Regions from separate parts of the Mus musculus genome. Here region 2 is linked to region 1. Evidence: chromatin contacts called from public Hi-C data. All regions are on one chromosome and are shown on one strand. The core of a region is the stretch at or near the end of the contact, and the rest is flanking DNA. Distances in the headings are between cores, read along the strand shown. Region 1 holds the start of Myo18a (myosin XVIIIA). Region 2 holds the start of Pipox (pipecolic acid oxidase).

Region 1 (6,404 bases), core at 1,185-3,684:
CTAGCCAGAACTGCATGAGACTATCTCTCAGAACAAAAAAGCAAAATAAATAAAATACACATGCGTGTGCGCACATGCACACGTGTCTATATATCAAAACAAAACAAAATACAGAAAATTAAATATAAAATAATTTATGTTTATAAATATTTTATGTAGATTACATGTTGAGATAACAGTTTGGATACATTGTAGTAAATGGAACCTTTTTTTTTAAAGATTTATTTATTTATTATATATAAGTACACTGTAGCTGTCCTCAGATACTCCAGAAGAGGGCATCAGATTTCGTTACGGATGGTTGTGAGCCACCATTTGGTTGCTGGGATTTGAACTCGGGACCTTCGGAAGAGCAATCGGCGCTCTTAACCACTGAGCCATCTCGCCAGCCCGTAAATGGAACTTAAGTTTATCTAGTTTGTTTTTTAAACAAAGTTTCTAGTTACTGGCCAAATTTGCCTTAAATTTAAGATCCTGTCTCAGCCTTCCAAGTACTTAGAATTGTAGGTATGTGTCACCCTGCCCAAATTCACCAATTTCTTTCTTTCTTTCTTTCTTTCTTTCTTTCTTTCTTTCTTTCTGTCTGTCTGTCTGTCTGTCTGTCTGTCTGTCTGTCTGTCTTTTTGAGACAGGGTTTCTCTGTGTAGCCCTGGCTGTCCTGGAACTCACTCTGTAGACCAGGCTGGCCTCAAACTCAGAAATCCGCCTGCCTCTGCCTCCCAAGTGCTGGGATCAAAGGCGTGCGCCACCACTGCCTGGCAATTTCTTTCTTTTTAATTGTTATTTATTTATTTATTTTATGTGTGTGGGCATTTTGCTTACATGTATGTGTTTGGGCCACAAATGTGCCTGGTGCCCATGAGGCCAGAAGTGGACATTGGGTCTCCTGGAAGTGGAGTTCCAGATGTCTGTGGGTTGCCATGTGTGATTATACAGAATCAAACTTGTGAGCAATTAGCTTGGGAGTTCCTGGTCTCACTGCCTGCCTGGGCGTTGAACCTTGGCTGGTGGGAGCTTGTCCCTCAGTGGAAAGGGGATAGTGGAGGGCCTTGCCTTGCTTTGGGGGTTGGGGAGAGAGGAAATGCCTAGCCAGGGCCTGGCAATAGGCCATTGCTGGAGGGAATAAGCTCAGAGACCCTCTGTCTGGAATTCAGAGGGGAGGCATTCATGGAGAGAGAGAAATTACACTTAATTTCTAATTAGACGGTGTGGCCTACTTTTATTTTGTGTTCCCTGCTGGTTAGAACAAGAAAGGCCCTCTGGGGCTTCCCCCCTCCCCCTCCCAACCAGGTTTTTCTTACTCCTGCCCCTAATCGGGTATGCATGAGAATGGGGGTAGGTTAGGGCCCTAGGTGCTCTCACATCCTGGATCCGGCCTTCTCTCTCAGGCGGCCACAACTTTCTTCCCTAGGCTATATTTAGGCATTGGTCTGGGGAAAAGGATGTGAGTTTTTCAGGATCCTGTTTATCTAGCCGACCCCACGCCACCCCCACCTCGCAACTGTCTGTCCTGTGTGCAGTCTGGACTTCCTCTTCCTTCCCTTCCCGATTTACTTTGGGCACCCAGGGCATCAGATGGGACACAGCAGCACAGCCACTCATTTGATGACTAGCCCCTAACACATCCTTAATTTCCCAAGAGCCATTTTTCTCACCTGTGAGGACTGAATAGGAAGGGGTATGTGTGAAGCTCCCGATAAGACACATCGTAAAGCCGGGCAGTGGTGGTGCATCTCTTTAATCTCAGAACTTGGGAGGCAGAGGCAGGTGGATTTCTGAGTTCGAGGCCAGCCTGGTCTACAGAGTGAGTTCCAGGACAGCCAGGGCTACACAGAGAAACCCTGTCTGGAAAAACAAACAAACAAACAAACAAACAAACAAACAAACACACGTCATATAAATGCTAATCCCAGGTGCTAGAAAGATGGCTCTGTGGTTAAGAGCACCTGTTACTCTTCCAGAGCAGGATTCAGCTCCCAGCGTCCACATGGATGTCCATGTGATGCACATACAGACAGGCAAAACTCTCATACAAATGAATATTGTTTTAAAAAGTTGGACCCTCCAAGGTCTTTGAGGCAGGGGCTAAGGCTGCGGCTCTGGGGATACCATGGGGGGGCAGTCACGTGGGATGCCCATCGCTTCAGTGGACTGCCTGTGGGGAGGTGATGCTGCAGAGCCCCTTCCGTTTCCTTTTGTGTTCCATTTCCGTTTATGTTCCAGGTTGCAATTTGTGTTTTCTGTAAGTCAAGTCTCTCCAGGCACACCTATGCTTTGGTCTAAAGGGTGAAGTGAAATTAGAAAAAATTATGTAAATCAGGTTGCCTGGTACATCAGTAGCACTCCACAAGGGGTGACTGGTTTATCAGTATCCGCTGCCTCTGTCTGAACTGGAAAAAAACCCTGAATTTCTTTTCTCTGTTTCTACTTGCAGCTACAAGGTGGGGTCCAAAGACCCTGTGTTAAGCACTCATAGTCAGCTGGGGATACAACCCCTAAAAACAGCACACCCACCATGTTTAACCTCATGAAGAAAGATAAGGACAAAGATGGCGGGCGGAAGGAGAAGAAGGAAAAAAAGGAGAAGAAGGAGAGGATGTCTGCGGCAGAACTGCGGAGCCTGGAAGAGATGAGCATGCGCCGTGGCTTTTTCAACTTGAACCGGTCCTCCAAGCGGGAATCTAAGACGCGCCTGGAAATCTCCAACCCCATCCCTATCAAGGTGGCCAGTGGCTCTGACCTGCACCTGACGGACATTGACTCTGACAGCAATCGGGGTAGCATCATCCTGGACTCAGGACACCTAAGCACAGCCAGCTCCAGTGATGACCTCAAGGGTGAAGAAGGCAGCTTCCGGGGCTCTGTGCTGCAGCGGGCAGCCAAGTTCGGTTCACTGGCCAAGCAGAACTCTCAGATGATTGTCAAACGTTTTTCCTTCTCTCAACGGAGCCGGGATGAGAGTGCCTCGGAGACCTCAACCCCCTCAGAGCACTCTGCAGCCCCATCACCTCAGGTAGAGGTGCGGACGCTTGAGGGACAGCTAATGCAGCATCCTGGGCTAGGCATTCCTCGACCAGGACCACGGTCTCGAGTCCCTGAGCTGGTGACTAAAAGATTCCCAGCTGATCTACGTCTTCCCGCTCTGGTGCCACCACCACCTCCTGCTCTCCGGGAGCTGGAGTTACAACGAAGACCCACAGGAGACTTTGGCTTCTCACTGCGGCGCACAACCATGCTGGATCGGGCCCCTGAGGGTCAGGCTTATCGACGGGTGGTTCACTTTGCTGAGCCAGGGGCAGGCACCAAGGACCTGGCCTTGGGGCTGGTACCAGGAGATCGACTGGTGGAGATTAATGGACAGAATGTGGAGAATAAATCCAGGGATGAAATTGTGGAGATGATCCGGCAGTCTGGGGACAGTGTGCGGCTCAAGGTACAGCCCATCCCAGAGCTTAGCGAGCTGAGCCGGAGCTGGCTTCGGACTGGCGAGGGACACCGCAGGGAGCCGGCTGATGTGAGTGCTTCCCTGGGTATCAGGGGTGAGCAAAGAGTTTGTGTATGTGAGCATCTCTCGGTAGTGTACTTAAATGGGTGCTTGAGGGTACCCAGGAACTGTGAGCAGATCTTAGCGAGTGTGGAAATGGGGAGCTGGGCCAATAGGGAGAAGCCAGTCCAGGAGAGGGTGCCCCTCTGGAAACTCATTAAACACCTTTGCTTCTTCTGTGCCTTGTCAAGAAGCTGAAGGAAACCCCCCAAAAGTTCACTGGGAGAAAGTCCTTAGCAATTCAGCTGGACATCCGGGTCTGAGGTTCCCTTCAATGCCCTTTTGGATTGAAGTGATTGAAGTAAACCTTGTGAGTTTTCAAGGGCATTGGGTTAAGATCAGCTTTGGCCTGGTACTATCGGGGGCAGGGTGTGTGTGTGTGTGTGTGTGTGTGTGTGTGTGTGAGAGAGAGAGAGAGAGAGAGAGAGAGATGCCAGTGGGTAGTTGGTGAGAAAGTGTTCAAGTTTCATCATAGCTTATAGCTTAGAGGCTTGGGTACTATATTTGTTGAGCCCTCAATTGGAGATGTAGGTTAACAGGTGCCACTTTGAGATCTGAGAAGCTGTGAGTATAGGAAGCCCATGTTGTTTAGATTTCAGGGGTGAAAACAATATGGCAAATGACCTAAAATCATGGCTATCTGGGATGTCTAGCTGCCATGGTTATAGTTCTAGGTGAGATGTCCTCTCACCCCGAGTGAGCAAGATACTAGGAGTCAGGGCATAAAGAACTTATAAACAATGGTTGTGGTTTAGGTTTATCTACACTACAAAGACAGTCTGCAGTCTGACTGTCTGTGAGATCCACTAGTTGTGATCGCCATGAACTCCAGTGGGAGGCAGGAGAGCACTCAAATCAAATGCATGGTTAGGTCTCCGTGGAACACCAAGTCTTATAACCTTGGTAATCTTTTGGTGCAGGGAGAGTAAAAGAATTTTGAATGTCCTGTGTGGACATGGTGTATGACAGACTAGGTGGCCTTCAGTCATTGTTCTTGTCCAGCTGTGTGTTTTAGCATTGTCCAGATCTATGTCCTGCAGCCTGAGCAATGAGTGACTTGCCTGGGACCTTTCAGCACTAAGTGATTAGCCAGATGTGATAAAGTTGGAAAGGGGAGGAAGTGGGGAGGAAGCAGGCAGAGCCCAGCTCCCAGTGAGGGGGAGTAGGATGCTTGGGGTGATGAGGATGCTCAGGGTGATGACCCAGTCTCGAAGTCTACTGGGTCCAGAGGAGGCTAAGAGAGGCAGGTCAGACCTAGGCAGACACACTGGACTTGTGTTCCAGGCCTTCCTGTAGTGGAACTGGTTGGGTTTAGGCAGCTTTGCAGAGGGAGGTTAGTGGGTAGGATAATGCTTCTATAGAATCCAGAGAGGGACCTGGACTTATTCATTTTAGAGGTATACACTGAGGGCCAGAGAGATGGCTCATCAGGTAATGGGGAATTCACTTACCATGCAAGCTTATCAGTCTTAAGTTTGGTATCTGGATCCCAGAGAATGAGAGAACCAACTTCTAAAAATTGTCCTCTGACCTCTGTGTGCTTACACACACACACACACACACACACACACACACACACACACACACTAATATTAATAAATAAGAAGAACAAGAGGAGGCTAGAGAGATGGTTTAGCAGTTAAAAGCACTTGTTGCTCTTGATGAACACCCAGGTTTGGTTCCCTGAACCTGTATGGTGGCTTCCAACCAAACATAACTTTAGATCCAGGGGATATGAAGCCTTTTTCTGACTTTCTGGGGTACCAGGAATTCTAAGTCGCATATATGTACGTGCAGGCAAAATGTTCATACACATAAAAATAAGATAAATAAATCTTTTTTAAAAAAAGCAGAAAAAGGCTGTGTGTGGTGGTATATATATGTAATCCCAGCACTCAGGAGACAAGCAGGTGGGTTTCTATGAGTTTGAGGCCAGCTGGGTCTACACAATGAGTTTTAAGACAGGTAGGACTATGTAGAGAGACCCTGTCTCCAAATTAACAAATAAGCAAGCAAACAAAAACAAACAAACAAAAAAAGAAAAAAAAAAAAAAAGAGGAGAGAGACAGACACATTGAACATCTCCTCTCTGTTAGCTGCCTAGCTAGGCTGAACTCAAGGAACCATATTTAAAGGAAGATGTGCAAGGGAAATACTTTTATCTCAGAACCTAGGTCATGGTATTCTACTACACTTGTCTCTTTTTCCCTCTGCTGATACTGCCTTTAACAGGTGGAATTTTCTTCTCAAACACAACCCCCCCTGGGGCATTGTTGCCAGCTCCCTGCCGAGCCACAGCCATGCCTCTGGGGCCCCAGAGCCTGGCATCCCAGATGCTACTGTGTTTACTGTTTATAGCTCAGGGACTGTCCTGGCATCTCACATTTCCCGGGCCCTTTACCTTCCCAGCTGCTGCTGCCGCCCCCTCCCCAGGGAAGAGGATGCTTTAGCTTGGAGATGCGGTAGCATCCACCTTGCAGCTGGTGTCCCTAAAGTCCTGGCTTGTTCTACCTCCCCACTCATTGGACCAGCCCAGTTGATGCCCAGAGGACTTCTTCCCCAGACTTAAGCCTAACAGATCTGACAGAGGGCACCGTAGGAAACCCACCCGTATGACTTCTGAAGCAGGCTTCTTGTATGTGGAGGGGCTGAGAGAGTCTTGGTACCTTCTCCCATTTGGGTTGTGGTGAGACCTCAAGCCCAAGCAGGGGAGCAGGGTGAGACCAGTGTCTCCAGCTTCTTGCGACAGACCCCAGGAGCTGAGTGGGGAGGCCTGTCAACTCTCCTGGGGCCCTCAGCTTATCTTCTCTTCTTCCTATTCCAACTTCTGCTCATTGTCTTGGCATGGGTTCCAACCCTA
Region 2 (5,885 bases), core at 1,943-4,442, 120 kb after region 1:
TTTCCAGACTCATTTAACCTTCAAACATCCCTATGAGATACAGAGAGTTCAACCACATAGCTGGTAGGAGTTGAGTCAGGAAGTAAAGCCAAACTGTGTGACACCAGGCATCTCATGATTGCCTGTCGGTCAACATTTGCTGGGCAGACTTCTGCCCTTCAAGGCTCAGCTCATCTCCTACCTAATAGAGCTCAGTAGTACTCACAGCCAGCAGCCAGAGAAGGGTCCCTTTTGCCAGGCCACTCCTCAGAAAGACATTCTCCTTTATTTGGGTGCTGGGTGTATTAGCTGTCTCTGAATAAATCCTTAATTAGCTGCCCTGGCTGTATTTGCATAATGGATTTCACTTTGTTCTTAAGTTAATGGTGTTTTTGTAACAGAACAGTAACCTCTTGGTTCACGGCCATTAAAATAACTGCCACCCTGTGGGGCAGAGCCAGGGTTATGTAAAGGAGGTTCAGTTAAGAGTTCAGAGGAGTAAAAGGGGGTGCAGGAGTAGTTTCTGGTTCCTCCCTGAGAGTGTCAGAAAGGCCACTGTCAGAGGAACCCTAAGGTTTGAAGCTGCTTCAGGGTCACTTCCTGGCAAGTAGTCTGGCCCCTGGAACACCTGCTTTTGTTCCCAGGGGATAGTGTATTAATAAAATGCATTTGTAGGGTTGTTGTGGGGATGAGGGTACAGCATAAAAAGGAGGCAGGAGAGACGGCTCAGTGGTTAAGAGTATTTGTTGCTCTTGCAGAAAATCAAGGTTCAATTCCTAGCACCCACATGGCAGCTCACAACTGTCTGTAACTCCAGTTCCAAGGTTGAATACTCTCTTTTGACCTTTCTGGGCACCAGGCACATATGTAGTTGCACATATAAGTATGTAGGCAAAACATCCATACACATACATTATACATACTATTTTTTAAGTTAGGACATGAGTTAGAATATAGATTTTAGCCGGGCGGTGGTGGCTAACGCCTTTAATCCCAGCACTTGGGAGGCAGAGGCAGGCAGATTTCTGAGTTCGAGGCCAGCCTGGTCTACAGAGTGAGTTCCAGGACAGCCGGGGCTACACAGAGAAACCATCTCAAAAAACAAAAAACAAAAAACAAAAAAATTATATAGATTTTGACGCAGGCCCTATAAGATGGCTCTGGAAGGCTTTGCGCAGGCCTGCTCTAGATACCTGTCCATGGTCATCCTCTAAGTTTTCAGAAAACAACCTGTAAGAGCCTTGGTCACAGGATCTAACCAGGCCTGGAACTCAAAGGTACAGAGGCCAGCAGCATCTGTGACAGTGAGCAGAAGGCCTCCACATGACTGGCACCTCCCTCCTGGGCTTGTGTCCCTCCAGTTGCATTTCAAGTTCACACCTTACAGCATCACACATTCAAAGCACCTGGAGGGATGGGTCCCCTGTGTTCCTGGTCTTCCTCCCTCGCCCACCTGTGTAACTGGGTTCCGGCTTCACGCTCCAGCTGGGCCCATGTCTGATAACATTCCTTCATCATCATCGTGTAGAAGTCCTCTGGATAAGCCTTTCTGATTATGCGGCTCTGTCCATGTGAGCTTCCTCGGGAATGGGGAAGAAAGAACTTGACAAGAAAGACAAGAAAGACAATGGAAGTCACTGCCCTTTGGCTCAGCCTTCCCTTTGTTCTTTAGGAGCCATCTTAGGCTTCAAATGGTTCCTTTCTAATCCTGGGGCCTAGACCTCTGGCCTTGCACAAAGGAGGCAAGTAGGTGCCCTGCAGATGAGCTATCTATTGCCCTAGACCTCTTTTTATTTCTTATTTGAGTCACTGTCATGTTATGTAGCCCAGGCAGGCCTTAAGCTTGCAATCCCCCTACATTGGTCTCCTGAGCAACTGGGATTTTCAGGTGCTCATCGCCAGGCCTAGATATTTTCAAATATTTCCATACTTCCAGGTCTCCTTGAGGCCCACTGATTGGCCAGGCATTCTGGTTAGCAATAGTACCTCAGCACTGACTAAATTTTTCCTTTTGTAAATAGCCCTGGCAGCCACCCATCCATTTGTTAATAACCTTCTATTATCCCACTGAATTCACACCCTGCTTAGATGCCTAGAAAAGCAGAGTCAGAAAACCTTCCAGATTATGCAAATCGAGCCCCATGGTTTTCCGGATCAGGAAAAGGATGTCATCTCACTGAGCCTTCAGGTACCCAGGATAAGGGAGCAATCTTAGGATTAGGGGGGTGCGGGGTGAAGCAAAATGGAGGTTTTCCTGCAGGTTGTAACAGAAATCCCTTGGGCTTTGGGAAAACAGAGGAACTGAAGACAATTCCCAGGATGTGGTAACCTGCTCAGAGAGCTGCAAGGCAGAATGGAAAGGAAGAAGCCACAGGGGTAGAAAACTCAACTTGACAGATTGCATAGGCCCCACCCCTGAGGGGCCCTGCAGGGTCCCAGTGCCACCCTCATTTGAAGCAGTCATGTGATCACTTTTCCTTTAAGGAAAGACGACCTGTGTCTTAGTTCCCGGGCATCAAGTGAGGAGGTCGCTGTTACCCAAAGGTGGAAGAATTCAACAGCAGCTCCTGCTAGGTTCTGGAAGGAGCAGCTGAGAAAACGCAGCTTTCTCCAAAGCTGGTACATCAGCCTTTGCCTCTAGGCAAAACTGTCTTTATTTAAGGTTACCCAGAGCAGAATTGATTCTTTTTCTGGTTGTATCAACCATGTGGGCAAAGACAAGACAGGGTTGCAAGAATGAAAAGAAGTGGGACACTTCTTGATCCGGGGCAAGAACTAAGAGACTTAAAAGAGTATACCAAGAAACCTCACGTGGACTTAAGGGTGGGAATTTTCTTTGCATTGTCAAGATCCACGTGAAGTGGCTACGAAGCTACGAAGTGCACAGAATTCCTGATGTCTGACCGTTTGGCTTCACTTATAGCCCAAAAATTCTGGAAAGCCCTCCCTAGGAGAGGAAAGAAGAGGGGACAGTCTTATATAGCAGAAGGGCAGAAGGCACAGTGTACCTGCTCCAGCAGGAGGACGCTCTTGGAGTGTTTGGCCAGGTGGTACGCGGTAAAGCAGCCCTGGATGCCTGCTCCAATCACAATAGCATCCCAGAAATCTGTCTGAGCAGCCATGATGCCACAAAGCCCACTGAAGAGAAGGCAAACAAAGGCACCTCCAGGCTACAGGGGGAGGAGGGAGGCAAAGTCCAGCTAAACTAGAGTTCCCACAATCCCTTGGGGCTCATGTCCTTGTCTTTCTTTCCCTCCCCAAAAAGCCTGGCACAGGGCTCAGCCTCCGCCTCCCCCTGCAGAGCAGAGCTGGGTGGACTGATTTGTGAGGTTTCGCCCAGCTCAGCTGCTAGCCTCACCCTTGCATCCCTCCAGTTTGCTATTCTTGGCTCAATTATTGTCATGCAAATGGCGCCTTCCCATGCCACCTTCCTGTCTCATTATGATCTTTGTCTCAGGACTTTGCCCGGAATTTCAATGCCTCCCAGACCAAGCTGGGCCCCGGGAATGCTGCCTCCCCCTGCTGGCTTCCCTCTCTGCAGCTTGATTTCCTCCAGAGAGCTACCCGGCCAGCCAAGAACTTGGCAGGATGCCCAGGGTATGGCCCTCCTCCCTGGTGGGTGGCGAGGTCAGGGGGTAGATGCAGGGGCCAACTGGGAGGGCAGTTTTGTGATTATGAAATCATTCTCAGTGTGTTTTACTTTCATGTTGAAAAAAGGACAATAAATGATCCTGAAGAGGAAAAAAAAAAATCCAGGAAAGGACAGTGCGAGGAAGAACCTTGTCCTCAGGCACACGGGGAACCAGGCACCAGCCAGCACACACAGGGGCCATGTGCAGAGAAGCCTTCTGTGCCAGGCAGCAGGCTCAATGGGGATTGTTACAGGCACTGGGGACAGAGCCAGGGTTGGCAGGTCCTGATTCTTATACACTTTGGGGGTCCATTTTAAGATAAAAGGGGAAAGGGGCCTGGAGGCTTAGCTCAGCGGTAGACTTTTGTGTTTGGCATGTTCGGGGTCCTGGGTTTAGCACCCAGCACTAAAAATAAAAGAGAAAAAAAAAAAAAAAAGAAAAAATTAGTCATGCAAAACTAGATGGCAGGACTTCGAAGAGACCGCTCAATTAGAGAGCCCCATGGTTGAAGTTTTATTAGCTTCCTGGTAAATCTGCCTCGGAATACATTATCTCATTAAATTCTCAGGATTTTTTTTTTTTTTTGTATGTGTGTGTGTGTATTTTTATCCTCATTTTTTTTGAGCAGATTAGAGATAGCCTCAAGTTCTCTGTCGGTTTTCCCATTACATGCTTGCCCAATAGAATACAGTGACTGCTACCCTCTTTCTGACCCAAGCCTTTGGACATCTTCTTGTGTTGAAGCACTCGTTCTTAGACCCTGAACCAACATGTTAGAAGTCCAGCCACTCTGTGAGAGAGAGAGATGAGAAAAGTCACACATAGGAAGAGAAGCCATTTTGGACCTTGTGTCCAGACAAACTAACCACCCATGACCTGACCCAGTCCATGGCACGTGACCCAACAGCCAAGCTGTGTCAGCATTCCCCAGTTTTATGAAGTAAAATAAAATGCTTGTTTTTAGACACTAACTTTTGAGGTTGGTTGTTTATAATCATAAACACACCACTAAACAGACAAAGATGGCAGGATCTGCCCAAGGACCCATTCTAGGTGTGCCAAGAGGCTAAGATGTGAACCCAGGTCTATCTGCTCCAAAACTTACTTCTTGTTAGTATTTTCTTTCGTTTTTTTTGGATACAGGGTCTCATGTATCGCTTAACTGGCCTCCAACCTGCTTTGCCTCCACAGGTGACCTTGAACTTCTGATTTTTCTGCCCCTACCTCCTGGGAAAATAGACCCGTACCATCATGTTGGTTTAATATGGTGCTGAGGACCAAACCCAGGGCTTTACCAATGAATGTTAGGCTGAAACTCTGTTACCTGAGTCACAAGCCCAGCCCGGGGACACTTCCCTCTCACTACAATGCTATAGTGACAATGAGAGAACTTATAGTCGTGATTCTGATTTTAACATTTTGCTGTGTATCTGGTGGCCATACAGTGGAAGAGAGAAAACAATGATGGGGGGGGGGGGCACAGTGGCTGACTGAATCCCCAGCAACACGTCCACAGACAATCCCCAGACTAGCCTTAGCAACTAGTTGTCTTCTGCCTGGTCTTTCCTTTCCTAGTAAAATAGGAACGCAAAGAAGGACTGCCATTTGACTGGATTTTTTTTCCTTCCTTCTGAGGGAGGAAAAAAAAAATAGAGTCTAAAGGTCACTGCATTCTGTCCCCTCCCTCCTCCCCAACCCCACAGAGGACAGGATAACATCTGCCTCATCGCTGGACAGATCCCTTACAGTAAAATAATAGCAGATATAACCAAGAAAAATATGGTACCCTGAGTGTGTAAGGGCTTGATAGAAATATATAAGATCGGCCCCTGGATTTCTTGTGATAAGATGTCAGCGGAGATGAACAGCTTGCACGCAAGGAAAAGCAGGCAATAAATCCTTGCATGGAAGTGTGCCCAGTCTCACCAGCAGGCGAAGAGAAGGGAATTAAATAACTCGAAGGTACTATTATGTGTCTATTAAATAAACAAAAATAAAAATGATACAACCTTATTATGTTGTCCGAGTTGCAATTCATACAGGGTCCCGTGGAGCGTTCTGGGGCCATGGACAGTAGGATAAAATAGTTCAAATATTCTGACCTAGAAATTCTACTTGGTGAACTATTCCCTCGGGGGAGGAGAAGGCTTTTATATGAAGACATGCATATCTGAGCTCTTATAATATTAAAAAATAATGGAAACGATCCAACATCGGGGAATAGCTAAGCAAATAGCTGACATGTTGATTCCAAATGGCAGGCATGAGTTCCCT

What was found. A called contact is a pair of places that touch in the nucleus more often than the background predicts.
Region 2: a contact with region 1 is called in a Hi-C map of liver, with 1.9 times the contacts expected there. The contact joins the promoter of Pipox here to the promoter of Myo18a in region 1. A contact is called at or near these places in 1 of 39 promoter capture datasets (liver), 5 of 484 Hi-C or Micro-C datasets (double positive thymocytes, embryonic stem cells, liver and 1 more), 2 of 115 datasets of contacts at active chromatin or transcription factors (embryonic stem cells and stem cell-derived neural progenitor cells) and 2 of 9 other capture datasets (adipose tissue and pancreatic islet).

The regions. Positions count from the first base shown.
Region 1 is chr11:77,774,801-77,781,204 of GRCm38.p6, forward strand. It overlaps Myo18a (myosin XVIIIA), which reads left to right and starts at 2,435. Exons shown (of 41, transcript NM_001291213.1): 1 at 2,435-3,514. The coding sequence starts at 2,516.
Region 2 is chr11:77,890,680-77,896,564 of GRCm38.p6, forward strand. It overlaps Pipox (pipecolic acid oxidase), which reads right to left and starts at 3,193. Exons shown (of 8, transcript NM_008952.2): 1 at 2,988-3,193; 2 at 1,433-1,581. The coding sequence starts at 3,101.